2 separate regions of the Danio rerio genome follow, and region 2 is linked to region 1. A link is a contact called in public HiChIP or PLAC-seq data. All regions are on one chromosome and are shown on one strand. The core of a region is the stretch at or near the end of the contact, and the rest is flanking DNA. Distances in the headings are between cores, read along the strand shown. Region 1 holds the start of slc22a23 (solute carrier family 22 member 23). Region 2 holds the start of higd1a (HIG1 hypoxia inducible domain family, member 1A).

Region 1 (2,700 bases), core at 97-2,596:
TTAACTGTGTGAATAAACAATGACATATTGTTAATTTTAAAGGAATTGTTCACCCCAAAATGAACATTCACTCATTATTTATTGAAATAGTGAGTGAACAGACAGAATTTTCATGTTTAATATCCTTTTAAAGGGAAAGTTAATCCAAAATTGAGATTTGTCATCATTCATTCAGCCTCAAGTTTTTTGTTGTTGTTGTTGTGTTGAACATAGAGAAAATGAAGATATATTGTTGGAAACCGGTAACCATTGACTTCAATAATATGTGCTTATATAGATGTCAATGGTGTCCAACATTGTTCAGAATATCTTCATTTGAGTTCAGCAGAACAACAGCTCAAGATAGTGACAGAATTTGATGACAGTATTTTCATGTCTGTGTGAACTACCCCTTCAAGTTGGTTCCTTTTAAATTAGCCTATGCCACCTAACATTGTAGCTCAGGGATGACTCCACTTACCTTGGTGACAATATTTTGCTCTAATCCGTTTTGCAGTTTATAGCTGGACGGCGTGCAGTTGCATTGCGATGCCGCCTCGGTATTTACACCGGTAAACACGGTGCTAACGGCGGTCGGAGCAACAGTCAGGAGCTGGCTGCTGTTATTATGCGGCTCAGGACACGGATTAGTCAGGAGAAAATTGTCAGAAAACTGGCTGAAGCCTATAAAAATGGCCGGGATCCACGTTAAAACGATCAGCTGTTTCTGATACTTCCCAAATCCACCCACACTCGGTAAAACGCCGCCGTCAGTCTGCGAGAGCAGCCCCGGAGATTTACTAGTTTCGGGGGTCACAAATCCGTTCTCCGGTGCGTGGGACTCGGTGTCCAGCTGAGAAACGGCCATCACCGTCTCGCACATGCTGCAGTCCGGTCCCGGTGATGCGTCACACCGAATAAACGTGATTTTCTCCTCTCCAAAAGCGCGCTTGACATCCAGTGCTCAGGGAGTGGTTTTTTTTTGCGTGTCTTCACGCGTTTGCAAAGCGTCACGAACTGCTCGCGATCAATCAATAGACTAAAAGTCGAAGGCGTCAGTAGCCGCAAATAAATAGGTAATCATATTAAAAACGCATTCAGGAAATGCAGTTCATTTTAATGGGCATGTTGGAGATCCAGCAGTATGCAGCCACAGGTAACACACCTGTCCCGGTGCACGCAGACCCGCCGCCACCGCCGTCGCCTGACGTCATCACCATGATCCACTCGGTGAGCGCAGGAATCTCCCGTTCTCCCACAAATTACCGAGTTACTTCAGCTTGGAGATCTCCGGGGATCACAATGACCGAACAAACACACACACACACACACATACAAAGGCTACACACACACACACACATTCGCTGAGGGCGGAACTTCGACAGCACCGCATTCATTGGATGGCATTGATTCCTGTCAGTGCTCTACTAACGCTAATATGCTTCTCTAACAAATCGTGCTAAACAAAAAAAGTGTTATATATTTAAGAATTAAATGCTGCTTGTTGTTGTTTATTTGGTTGTTTAATGTATTAATGACTGTTCTGTGTTTATTTAGCAGTGTCTGCTGCTCTCTACCGGATCAACCCGGCAGCAGGTGTATGCAAATGGCAAGTGGAGTGTCAAAAATATCAGTATTTATTTAGCCTCAATGTTAGCTACCAGGGCCGAACTGGGACTAAAAATCAGCCCTGGCACTGTAGCCACACCAGCCCACATTATCACACCGACACAGCCCCACCCAAGGACACGCACATTCACTACTTATATTGGTGTACAGATGGTAAAATGATATAAGCGGTACCTATTTAAGAGATATTTAAACATTTGATGTGTGTGACTGGAACAAAAACAACCCATTTATATATGCAATCATGTCATTCATTTTCTTTTCGGCTTAATCCCTTTATTAATCTGGGAATCGCCAACTTATCCAGCATATGTTTTACACAGTGGATGCCCTCAAAGCTGCAACCCATTACTGGGTTACCCAATTCCCAATTGGCCTACCCAATTCACCTACAGCATGTGTTTGGACTTGAATCAGAAGGAAACCCACGCGAACATGCAAACTCCACACAGAAACACCAACTGACCCAGATGAGGCTCAAACCAGCGACTTACTTGCTGTGAGGCGACAGCATTAACCACTGCGCCACTGCACTGCCCCCTTTCGGGACTAGTTCAGTAAATTTTATGTATTTAGCATTGTCTGACTTGACTGCTTTTCCCTTTTTATGGTCCATCTCTGTCAATTAGCTTGTGTTGCACTTACTGTTTGTTTGACATTCTTGCCAGATTTTGATTACGTCTGCGTAACCTCAGATTGGGTCGGCCCATCTCGAAACCAGCCGGTTGTTGCCGATTGGGCCAATGCTTAACATTGACTATTATTCTTACTATTATCACCATCATCATCATCATAATATTCACATCTCGCAAGAGATAAAAGCTGCCTACATTTAAAAAACAATACATATGAAAAAAATAAAATAAAATAAAAATAACTGACCGGCCCACATTTAAAAAATGGTCCGGCCCTTCTGGCATTTGCCAGATGGCCAGTCCGCCCCTGTTAGCTACTCTGTATCTTCACATAGAACGCTTTATACTGTTCCCACATTAAATAATACTATAGTAATTAATAGTAAATACTATAGTTTTTAAACAGTAAAAGCTTGTAATGAATGCTAAATCATACTGTAGCATTAACTATAGCAAA
Region 2 (2,700 bases), core at 115-2,614, 74 kb after region 1:
CCAAAACATATACCATATTTATTACATATTACAAATTTTGGATGTCACAGTGGAGCAGTGAGTAGCACGATCACCTCACAGCAAAAAGGTTGCTGGTTTGAGCCTCGGCATTTCTGTGTGGAGTTTGCATGTTCTCCCGTTTTGGCATGGGTTTCCTCCGGGTGCTCCGGTTTCCACTACAAGTCCAAACACATGCGCTATAGGCGAATTGAATAAGCTAAAATTATCCGTAGTGTATGTGTGTGAATGGGAGTGCATGGATGTTTTCGTTTGCAGCTGGAAGAGTGTGAAAACAAATGCTGGATAAGTTGGCGGTTCATTCTGCTGTGGCGACCCCTGATTAATAAAGCGACTAAGCCGAAAATAAAATAAATATATATTGTTAAACTTGGTGTATTAAGCGAACAGAGCTTATATAGAGTCACAGTGACTCAGCTCAACATTGTAAGCCATCTATCGAGTCATATAAGTATTACAGTTGATCCAGAGCACCGAATGTTCATTTAAATACATGTTTGAGTTCAGACAACACACATTTAAAGGCTACAGATTCCAGCCTATTTATGTATTCAACCGCATTAAGAAGCAGAACTAGAAATATACTCCAAATTAAATAATGATCGGTGATTATATTTCGACTGTAAAAGTAGTGGAAAGTGTTATTTTTATTTATTTATTCATGTTTTACATTGTTTAGGCAAAGACATAAGATGCATTGTGACTTTTAAGTACGTCATCAATTCGTGTTTCCTTTGATTTTATTTAAATTAGCGCATTAATATGCAAAATAGAATTGATGCAGAAGGCTTCAGCAAACACAGTTTATCTGACGTCAATTACGAACTGCAGATTTCAGATACACTGCTGTAAAATGTTTATTTATTACAAGATTTAGACACTGAGTGACAGTCATATGCATAAATAGACTACATGAGTACCGCAGTTTAATGTAAACGCGTTTAATTAATCAAAATAAACATAAATAAATACAGTACGAAGACGCCCTTTCCTGTTTATGACAATTAAATGTGAATTACAGTCTGTCTTTGATGAGTACTGACCTCGGCTGCACTCATAAGGTCACACCCCTCACATGCGGGGAAAAAAATTCCTTTGAAACTCCTTCAAAAGGCGGATTTCTTCAAAATAAAGGTATAACATTTAAATTATGATTTTAGAAATGTGTGTGAATAATTACTTTGAATTTTTTACAGCTGATTTAAAGTACAAAAATAATTGGGATTAAAGGGGATGGATATTTCCAAATGTGTGATCTCCCAGCTGCGCTGGAAAGTCGCCTTGTTGTAGACTTTTATTTTGTCGCGCGCATTGCCTGACAGTTGCGTCACTTTGACGTAAGCTATGTTACATCACAGTGTTCCCGGCACGCCGACAGTCACACGCAGCAGTTGAACCGGCGAAAAGAGAGCAGCTTTTCTTCTCTACAGTGGGAAATACTTATATAGGTATGTCTTACATCTTATTATAACATCTAAATATTTAGCCTCATATATTTAAAGCTTAGATTATCCAAGATAATCTTATATAAGGCATAACGAGAGTGATTTTTGTGTGTTTTTGGAGACTTGTGAGGAGGAAATGGCTCCACTTACATCGAATTTGATAGTCAAATTTAAATTAAAAGATTATTTTCTTGTATGTTTGCTAGTTTTATTACACATATACGCTGTTGTTTTAATTTAAACCGTGTAAAATCTATATTTTAAAACGGCCTGAACGCATCGCTTGACCTTCATATATGACATGAGTATCAGTTTTGAACTCGGTTATTCAGATAAACTGATTGATTTTCGTTATCCACTCTTATTTATGATTAACCGTTTCTTGATACCGCTCACAAATAGCCTAACATCACATTTTTAAAATAATTTCCTCCTTAATTAATTAATTTAATTTAATTTTTTATTGTTCAGCACAGTTTAATATAGTTAGCATCAATGTGAATTGTGTTTGACTTATTTATTGGCCGGTTTGTTTAACTATATTATATTTGGCTTAATACAAGTGGAAACCTGGCAGCGGCACAAAATAAGCATAATAAAAAATTCCAAATTAAAAATTTCTGCAGAGAATTACACTATGACCTTTAATAATTTCTAATCGTTGTTTTCCCCCTATAATTTTTCATTTTAGCCAAGATGAGCGACATTGGATACGAAGACAATGAGTCCAAGTTGATGAGAAAAATCAAGCAGAATCCATTCGTCCCTGCAGGTAAACTGTTGTGAATTATTAATATTAGATATGAAATTGGTCATGTTTTTATTTTCGGTTCATGGGGTTTCTATTTGTTAAGTTTTTTTATTAAAAGTTTTCAGTATTTCAATGTTTGAGAAGATAAATTGTCAACGTGTGTAACGGATGTATTAATATTCAGATAAAACAACAATCTCATTCTGTGCTTTTGAATGTCTCTCAAATAATAAATGATCATCCTAAATTTGATCATATTCTAAGCGATTTTTAGGCAAGCCTAGTGGTTTAAAGGTTAATGGCAACGTATAGAGAGTAAAACTGGCAGTGAATTAGTGTTTGTGGCTGTACTGTGATCCATACATTTTCTTTTATCATGAAATCAAATGATTCTTGTTCTAGATATGAACTACTGTTACTCAGAATTACATTTTAGTGGGAGTCTTACTGTAAATCATGTTTAAAGATGAATGTTAGTCATTTTTT

The links. HiChIP or PLAC-seq counts read pairs in DNA pulled down with a chosen protein or histone mark.
Region 2: an H3K4me3 HiChIP or PLAC-seq map of embryo shows a contact between it and region 1, with 2.6 times the contacts expected there. The contact joins the promoter of higd1a here to the promoter of slc22a23 in region 1. A contact is called at or near these places in 2 of 4 datasets of contacts at active chromatin or transcription factors (embryo and gastrula embryo).

Annotation. Positions count from the first base shown.
Region 1 is chr2:2,246,228-2,248,927 of GRCz12tu, forward strand. It overlaps slc22a23 (solute carrier family 22 member 23), which reads right to left and starts at 1,347. Exons shown (of 10, transcript NM_001351708.1): 1 at 461-1,347. The coding sequence starts at 862. LOC141377659 (a long non-coding RNA gene) reads left to right here. Exons shown (of 3, transcript XR_012390145.1): 3 at 1-1,312.
Region 2 is chr2:2,320,081-2,322,780 of GRCz12tu, forward strand. It overlaps higd1a (HIG1 hypoxia inducible domain family, member 1A), which reads left to right and starts at 1,365. Exons shown (of 4, transcript NM_200100.2): 1 at 1,365-1,466; 2 at 2,155-2,235. The coding sequence starts at 2,160.